Linked DNA regions of Mus musculus: region 1 is linked to region 2. The links are chromatin contacts, called in public promoter capture Hi-C maps. All regions are on one chromosome and are shown on one strand. Each heading gives the region's core, a stretch centred on a gene start, on an enhancer-like site or on the middle of the called end of the contact. The rest is flanking DNA. Distances are from core to core; before and after follow the strand shown.

Evidence for each region. Promoter capture Hi-C pulls out the DNA fragments that hold promoters and counts their contacts.
Region 1: a contact with region 2 is called in a promoter capture Hi-C map of pre-B cells, with 4 times the contacts expected there. The contact joins the promoter of Brd1 here to the promoter of D130051D11Rik in region 2.

Annotation. Positions count from the first base shown.
Region 1 is chr15:88,732,676-88,737,449 of GRCm38.p6, reverse strand. Brd1 (bromodomain containing 1) reads left to right here and starts at 3,231. Exons shown (of 13, transcript NM_001033274.3): 1 at 3,231-3,521. Gm41377 (a long non-coding RNA gene) reads right to left here and starts at 3,329. Exons shown (of 3, transcript XR_875560.2): 1 at 1,443-3,329; 2 at 1,159-1,291.
Region 2 is chr15:85,631,275-85,635,970 of GRCm38.p6, reverse strand. D130051D11Rik (a long non-coding RNA gene) reads right to left here and starts at 1,375. Exons shown (of 2, transcript XR_003951642.1): 1 at 1-1,375.

The DNA.
Region 1 (4,774 bases), core at 1,982-4,481, 3.1 Mb before region 2:
TTTACCTTTGTCCTTCTGATTGTTAGTGTTGTTGACTTTTCTACCTTTTTCTTACATTTGAAAGCTGTAAGTCACATTTTATGTTTCAGGTGGAAATTGTGACATTATAAATTCTGACATTAAATATTATATATTTTAACATTATAATCCATTTTCTTTGGATTTTTTTTTTTGTTTTTTTTTTTTTGTTTTTATGAGAGGGTTTGGTTTCTCTGTGTAGCCCTGGCTGACCTGGCACTTACTTTGTATACCAGGCTGGCCTCCAACTCAGAAATCTGCCTGCCTCTGCCTCCCCAGTACTGGGATTAAAGGCCTGCGTCACCACCCCCCCTCCCCCCTTCTTTGGATTTTAAAGTGCTTTAATCATACAATGTAAGAACATCACAGTATTTGTATTTCCTGTTGCTTTTTCTCTTCACAGGTGCAACAGAGTTTGACTGAGATTTTTGATACTATCTGACATTAACAGTCCAAACTGGTTTTCTGGCTGAAATCCACGTCTTGCTACTAAATTCACTTTTAATTTTGCTAACATGTATCTTTTAGGATTTTAAAAGATATTTGTTTCAGTAAACTTGACTATATATAGGCTATGAATCCATCTTTCTTGTGCTGTCTCATTTGAACACTAGTTTCTACTGTCTTATGAATTCTAGCTAGGTTCAATTCTTTTAGAATTTTAGTTAATTCCTTCTACAAACATTATCTGGGGCATCATAAAGAAGGTCCTTATTAGCTGGGTGTGGTGGTGCATGCCTTTAATTCCAGCACATGGGAGGCAGAGGCAGGCGGATTTCTGAGTTTGAGGCCAGCCTGGTCTACAGAGTGAGTTCAAGGACAGCCAGGGCTACACAAAGAAACCCTGTCTTGGAAAAACCAAACAAAAAACAACAAAAAAATCCAACCAACCAAACAAGAAAAACCAATAAACCCCCCCAAAACCCAAACAAACCAAAAATGAAGGCCTTTCCTCTCTGATAGCTTTTCGGTTGCTTTAGTCCTTGAAGTTGCAGTTTGTCTTGGTCTCATGCCAGTCTGTGGGATCCCTCCAGCCTACTAAGAATCGCTTTGCCTGAGAAGTCCCCCTCTCCCTCAGTCCTTCCTGCTCTTGAAGCTGTTGTGTCCTTTCATCTTTGCTTTTCTGAGACAGTGTCTTACTTTTGTTTTGTGTGGTGGGAGGTCCTTCCCTCGTTGGTTTGCATTTCATTTTCCTGAGGTAGAGAGAAGGCTGAGGGCTCATCTTGCTTGTTCTTCACGGTCCTGGGATGCTTAGATTCAGATGAGTGGACTTCTGTAGAGGAGGCAGCATTTACAGTTCCTGGCTTTGCGGCAGATGTGTTCAGGCCTCACAGGGTACCCCTACCATGGCTCAGTGGTGTGCATGAAGAAAGTACTAGCTAAACAGGAGGCCTTGCTCGGGAGTGGCTCCAGAATTAACTTACCCTTAAAGACTATTTTTCAGCAGGGCAATTGCCTTTAATCCCAGGACTCTGGAGGCAGAGGCAGGTAAATCTCTTGAGTTCAAGGCCAGTCTGCTCCACAGAGGAAGTTCAGGGATATACTGAGGGGCCTTGTATTGAAAAACAAAACAAACAACAACAAAATGACTATTTTCCAGCCCATAGTTTGGCTACAGTGGGATAAGAGTAGTGGCCAGCCAAAAGCTGCAAGGCACAGATGAGCAAGTCTGCCTTGTCCCAATAACTGTTTGGTGCCACATCCTGAGCTGTGAGCCTGCCCTGCCTGTCATGGGCGGGGAGGAGAGCAGCTCTGCTCACGAATGAAAAGCTCTTCTGTTTACCTGAGAGGTCCAGGCTAATGTCACAGGCACATGACTAGTGCTTCATCACCATGACACCTGTCATAAGCCTTCCAAGGCAACCAAAGAACTACCCAGTCTTCACCCCCATTTCAAAATACTTACAGATGAGTCTCATAATGAAAATTCTCTAGAAGCCACTAACTTTTAAACTAAGGACAAAGTAGACGGAACAAGCTGGAGAGTAAGACCAGTGTCCCTAAGCACCAACCCAAAGGGCCCTGATTTCAAAATCTTCAAGCCTTTTACAGCAGAGGTTCTCAGCCTGTGGGTCACAACCCTTTTGGTCCTGCATATCAGATATTTACATTCATAACAGTATTGAAAATTATAGTTATAAAGTAGAAGTGAAAGAATTTGATGGCTGGAGGCCATCACAGCATTGATCAGCAGCAATAGGACTGTTGAGAACCACTGCTGTAAGTGTTACCAGCTCCTTGGTAGGGATGTCAATGCTTAAATACTTCTATGAGTACAATGCTTATAAGAGGAAGGCCTAAGTCATGGGTGGTGGGCCATGCCTTTAGGGAGGCCGATCTCTGACTACATAGTGAGTTACAGTCAGAATTACATAGTGAGAGTCTGTCTCAAAACAACAAAACCAAAAATCAGGCAACCAAACAATCAAACCACCACCACCAAAGTAAGTAAGAAAGGTAGACAGACAGACAGAAAGAAAGAAAAGAAGAGGAAAGCCTGAGTTGGAGGCATGCCCCCAGACCTGGCTGCCCATAGTTTGAGATTGCTACTACTTGTCCCAGTCACTAGTCATCCTCAAGTCCTTTCCATACCCTCCTCTACCCAACCACTGACCTCGTGCCCTTGTTAATGCCTTTCTAGTGCCACCTTAGGGTTCCCCAGTCCTAGCCATTTATTCCTCAAATAAATCCACCCTTGTTTGGTGATCCCCTCCATCACGGCCCTCATTTCCATTCCCTCCTAACTCATCCTCCGTGAACCACGCTGGTCACCAGACACTATCAGAACCCCACTTCCCCCCCTTAGGATGCATCTCTTGATTCTCTCAAAATACCACTCCCTTGGAAAGCAAGCACTCTCAGGAAACTCCACCTGGCTCTCTAGGGTCAGCATTCTTGCTCTACTCAGTGCCATTGACCCCATAGTAAACACCATTCATCTGGTTACCCTTCTCTTACAGCAGCAGTCCTTCATCCTCAGGAACCCTAGCCTGTCTCCCCCAGAATTCTCCTCCTAGTCACCCCACTTTTGTAGCACTCCTCCCCCATCCGGATCCCCACCCTAACACCCTTCCTGGTCACCCCACTCTCTCCTTCGCGTCCCGCCCCGCCCCCTTATCCCGGCTTGGCGCGGCGCGCGTCGTGGCGGCGGCGGGCGGGGCGCGTCTCGCACGCAGCGCGCCGGGCGGAGCGCTCGCCGCATTGTTTGCTTCGCTGGGGAGCGAGCAGCGCCTCGGCAGGCGTCCGAGCAGCTCCGCGTCCGCGTCCTCCGCCCGGCCGGGCCCCGAGCCGGCCTCAGCCGGCCGTGCCGGCGCCGCCGACCCCGCCCGAGCCGCGGCGCCCTGCGGGCCCGGAGCCGCTGGCCGAGCGCGCCCCGGAGCCCGGCGGGGCACGGCTGCGCGGCCGTTGGCGGAGGAGCCGCGGCGCCATTAGCGCCGCCTCGGCCGCGCCGGCCTCCGCGCCCGCCCGCCCGCCGGGCTCCCGCGGCCGCGGCGCCCCCGAAGGTGAGTGTCTGACGGTCGCCGTTCGCCGCCCGCCTCGCCGGCCGGGGCGGAGGTGCAGGCGCCATGTTTGGAGGCGGCAGCGGCGGCTCCGCATTGTCCGCGGGCGGGGAGGCCGGAGAGTCGGGGCGGCGAGGCCCCGAGGCCGTGAGGCCTGGCGGGCGCGGGAGCCGGAGGGACCGAGAAGGCCGGGCGGACGTGCGCCGCCGTGAGCCGGCGCGGCCGGGGACGCCGGAGATCGGTGCCGGCGGCTCGCCCAAGAGGCCGGGTTCGGGAGGCGAGGCCGCGGCGAGATCGCGGAGGCGGAGGCCGCAGCCGGGTGGGGGCGGAGAGGGACACGGAGGCCGCGGCGGGGTCGGGGAGACAGAGGAGTAGAAGGAGGCCGCCGCGGCGCGGGAGGCGCGGCCAAGAGAATGGAGCGATCGGCAGGGCTCAGTAGGCGGGGAGGCCGCCGGGCCGGGCGGGCGGGCTCTGGGCAGCTCGGCTGTCTGGGCGGCTGGGGCGGCCGAGGGGCCGGGCGTCGGACAGCGGAGGAGGCGGAAGGCCTGGGGTCTCGTGGCGTCTGCCCACGTCCTCGCCCGTAGCCTTGGCGGTGCGGAGCGGGTCGCATTATGTAACAGATCGGTCCGATCTATTTTGCCAAGACAGGAAACTCCCTTGAAGAGGGACGGGCTCGGAAGATTTCCTAAGTGGAGCGGGGCCTGGTATCTCCGGAGCAAGCCCGCAGCTCCGCCACAACTCCGTGGATGAGTGCAGGAAACGCCGAGAAACGAGCGCGCGTGCGCGGCTTTCTTGGGCCTTTAGGAGAGAAGCAACTTTCCTGTGCGCTTAATTTGCAGAAAACGCAGCTCCTCATGGTGCCCTGCAGTTGTGACACACTTACACACACCTAGGAAACGGCCCCCCTTCATGGAGGACATTCACTTCACCCAGCTGCGACTGTTTTAGAGTATCTGTCATCTGGTAACAAGTAGTTACAGAATTTCCCTATTACTTAGTTACTGTTTTATCACTTGTTGGGTCGCGTGCACTGTCCTGAGTCTGTGTTTTTCTCTCCGGATGGTCACCTTAGAGTAAGGTGTGTCTCTTTCCTGTGTGCTTTTACGGTGAGGGGTGGAAGCTAGGAAGAGTTTAAATGGCTTGTCCGCAAACCGGGCCGGAAATGAACGGAGCTGATTTTGAGCATGGAGTCTTTCCCCTCGTTTTGCCGGCAAAGCTTTTTAGGATGCGTTTAGCCCAGTGATTTCTGGAGAAGC
Region 2 (4,696 bases), core at 126-2,625:
TTTCTTCAAAATTATATATGAGAACACTGGGTGGTCTCTTTCATACACATTCTGTCCCTGAGAGTGGCTTGGCAGGCTTGGTCCAACAAACCAGATGCTTGGAAATCACCTACTTTTCCATGTTCTTCAAAGGCATCATAGAGACCATCTTCTGCAACCCACTCCTGACTCCGGTACAAAGAAAGACAGCGCACAAATGATGCACAATCTACAATGTTTCATTTGGGGGTTGATCTTGTAATGGTGCAGAAGCGACAGGCATCAGCAGAAACACTACTTGGGATTTTGAGTTTGATCTCTTCCATGCTGGTGATAATGCGATATAAGCACCCTTTCTCAACGCTGGCCATCACCAGGGGAAACCACATGCTCCAGTGTGCTGAGTTGATAAGCCAGGACATTTAGTAGATTAAGCAACCCCATGATGTTTTAAGCCACAGTGGGTCCTCTGTATGAGCCATTATTAAAGGTTAAAGAACCTTTATTTGATGGTCTCGGTGAACAAGTTGGGGTGGGGACATCAGGCACCTCCAGGATGCTTAAAGTCTTCTGGCTAGGAATAAAGAATGATGAACGGGGCAGTGCTGGCGACGAGAGGTGACCACGGAAAGGAACTATGTGCTCCAGCTGAGCAGAACAGATTAAACCAGAGAATCAGAACCAGGGTGTGGAAGGACTTGTCTCTCTGTGGAGGGACAGTGCTGGCCACAGTGGCTAGGAGCCCTGCGACAGCACATCAGAAGCATGTGCGGGCCTTCCTGAAAAGTGGCTGTCAACAAATAGGCGCTCTCGTCTCTGGGCCTGCAGACCTCCAAAAGGGGCGTTCACACTGCGGGGCTAGCCTGGGCTCTGCATTTCTTGGATAGGGCTGAGCACCCGGCAGGGCCACGTCGCTCCTGGTACAGAGGGAGGCTACAGTCTAAAGTAGGAGGGGCCTCGGGTTCCCGGTGCCAGGACTCCGCCGCCAAGACGGTGCCGTGGCCTGCCCCCTCTAGGGACCTAGAAAGCTCCACGCTCACACCTTGAGGGGGTACAGAGGGAGCAGAAAAGGCAGAAGTGCGCCCACGGCGCCCACAGCCCTTAAAATAACACACAACTCTCACGCTCCACCCCGGAAGCAGACTCGCGGTAGACGTAGGGCGGGGCCTCTCGAGTCTGGGGGCGTGACTTCTAAGTAGCCTGCGCCGGAAATGAAGTCCAGGGTGCGGCATACTTGGAGGCCGCGGTTCGCAGCTGAGAGGCGGGGCCCTGTCTAGAGGCGGAGCCTTGCCCAGCTGGAGGTGGAGCCACTGGGCCACCATCTCCGACTTCCGGGGTCGCGGGCGGTGCGGGCGGAGTGAAGCACAGAGTGGGCGGGCCCTGGGTCGGCCAGCTCTGAATGCAAATTTACGGCCTAGCAGGCTGCGGCTCCGGGGCGAGGCCTGCGTGTGGGGCGGGGCCTAGGTATGTGGGCGGGACCTGGCGCCGGGCACGCCCAACCTTAGTGCGGGCAGGCGGGAGGCGGAGCCTCTGCGCGCGGCCTAAATGAGTTTGCGCAGACTCAGGGCGGGCTCTCAGCCTGTCACTGTGAACCTTAGGGCTGCATTTCACTTGAATCAGATTTTCGTTTTAGTCAGACTTTTCTGTTCTGAAAGCTTTCCTGCCCTTGGAGTTTGTAAATCTTGGCAAGGAGGAAGAAAACGGGTAACCCTCAAGCTCCTCGTGAGATTTTTCCTTTTTTGAGGCTGTGTACGTGATGTAAAGAGTCTTGCAAAATTGCAGTAACACTTGAGAATACCTTAAAAATACCCAGTTCTTGATCTAAGGGTGTACCTCAGTTGGTAGAGTCCTTTCCTAGCAGACAGGAGACCTTGGCTTCCATTCTAGTATCAAACAAACAAACAAACAAAAACTTTATAATTTTCCAACTCAAAAATCATACGTTACTGGAGAAAATTTAGAAAGTTGACAAGAATTTTTAAAAACCTGATCAATATGCCAGGTAGTGGCACACTCCTTTAATCCCAGCACTTGGGAGGTAGAGGCAGGTGAATCTCTGCTCTTGAGACCAGCCTGGACTACAGAGCAAGTTCCAGGACAGTCAGGGCTATATCTCAAAAACACCAACAACAACAACACAAAAAACAACAACAAAAACAAATAAACACTCTGATTATTTAAGATCACTAGTGTTAACATTTTGACGTTTCTATTTTTATAATTCTATGTATATTTGAAACAGAAATAGGGACAATACTATACAGTACTACCTTGCCCTTTGTCTTTTTGTGGCTGGTGTTGCTGTGAGGGTCTGACCATAGCCCTATTTGTGGCCCCACACAGCCCTAGATGGGAAACCCCTTTGTTATTTAACTCTCATAGGCCGTCTTGTTTCCATCTCTTTTGAGTTTTCCTTTCTTTCTTTCTTTCTCTCTTTTGTTTTTGTTATTGTTTTTTGTTTGTTTTTGTTGTTTGTTTTTTCGAGACAGGGTTTCTCTATATAGCCCTGACTGTCCTGGAACTCACTTTGTAGACCAGGCTGGCCTCGAACTCAGAAATCTGCCTGCCTCTGCCTCCGGAGTGCTGGGATTAAAGGCTTGAGCCACCAAGCTCGGCCCTCTTTTGAGTTTTCTACATTTAAAAGGTAACAATGTTTCAACAAGTGATAAATCACTTGTAGCCAAAAAATAGATACCTAGTGTCCAGATTACATAAAGAACTAAAACTCAACAATGAAATCCCTAATTTAATTATAGGCAAAGGACTTAAATGTTTTTAAAGACTAAGTAGCTAAGACCCATACAGCCAACAAGATACTCATTGTGGCCAATCAACAGAGGGGAAAAAAAAAAAACCAAATTCACAAAACACTTCACACTAAGGTTGCAAGTACAGAAAAAAAAAAAAAGCACAAAAATGGAAAAATGGAAAAAGTGTTGGCAAGTATGTGGAGAATCTGGAACCTTTTCACATTGCTGGTAGGAATGCAAAATGACGTAGTTGCTACAGAAACCTTTATGGAAAAGCCAGAGCTACCACAAGGCCCAGCAATTTCTCTTGTCAGTATGTAACCAAGGACTTGAAAGCAGGAATGCTGTCAGTCTGCTGTGCACTCCTGCTCCAAGGAGAGGAAAGGTAGAAATTCTAGAAACAGCTCCCAAAGGGTCATGGATGGGTCAGTGGGTGAAGCTGATAGCATAAACACAAACAAAGGGGCATCAGCAGGCTTAGAAAGGAATCAAGTTCTCCAATCAGCTACAACAGAATTGAACCCTGAAAACAGGGCTAGGTGAAGAAAGCTAGACACAAAGTATCCAATCATGAGGCCCATTCAACAGATCCTCAGGCGAGCCCATAGACAGGAGAATGGCGTTTCTAGGCTCTGAGGCCAGAGGAAGTGTAAAGTTCTTAGTGACCAGATGAGTTTCAGTTTAGGATGAGAAGGTGTGGAAATGGATGCTGATGGCTGCATAGCAAGGAGTGGATGCCTAATGCTGTGGAAACAGTACATTAAAAAAAAAAAAAAAAAGCTTATTAATATTCATGAGGAAGTCTGAGGACGATTTTTAGGAGTGTCTCCTTCCACCTCCTTGAGGGAGGGCAGCTCATTTCTGCTGCGCAGTACAGGCAAGCTGACCCTTGTGCTTGCAGCTGATTCTCCCGTTTCTGACTCCCATCTCGCCGAAGTGCTGAAATTAGATACATGCCTGACGTAAATCAGACTTTTTATGTGGGTTCCAGGGATCAAATTCAAGCTGGCGAACGTGTGGGGCAAGCACCTTTACCTCCTGAGCCCTTTAGCCAGCCTCCTCAATAATACCCTTACAACTATGTTAACACCCCCTAAAGGCATTTTTGGGGTGGGAAGACTTTTTGGAGTGTGTGTATGTGTTTATGTATACATGGAGGACAGAGTCAGACTTCGAGTGATTTCTTCAATTATTCTCTGCCTTATTATTTTTTCCCACCTTATTTTTTGAGACAGAGTCTCTCATTGAACTGGAGCTCAACTTTTGGATCAGACTGGCTGACCAGCAAGCCCAAGGAATCCTCCTCTTTCTGCCTTCATAGTACTAGATTACATGCTAAACCATGGGGGAGGGATAGGGTCTTTTTCTCAGATGCTAATCCCAGTTCATAAATCTCAGGCCCATTGAGGTGCCCCTCCAGGTGGCTGCGGATGGCGTCATTCAGGCTTCTCTGTACTAATCTCCAAGCAGGAAAGCAAGCCTGGTTTGGAAAAGCAGCAAATCACTGGTGATCTTTATCTGAACTTGATCTTTTCTGTTTGAACCACCACCAACACACACACACACACACACACACACACACACACAGAGAGAGAGAGAGAGAGAGAGAGAGAGAGAGAGAGAGACATTTTCTTCTCTAAACACCAATACATTTATTGCTGACAATTCTGATAAAATAACAAACAGAGCTACAAGTTGGAGAGGCCGCCATTGTCAAGGCCGCCTCTGTTCGTGGCACTGTGCCCATATAGCCACTGTGACTATACACCATGTTGTATTATCTTTGCCTTTACTAACAGGCAATTTTTTAAAAAAGTCTCATGTTTCAGTGTTTCTGCAGCACATTTTATGCCATCCACTGTTCGGATGTCTCGTATGTACCTCCTGTACTTGATTCTTCACTGTTGGCCATATGGGTGATTGACACACAGACTGTAGTGAGCATCCTTGTGTGTCTCTCATGTTCC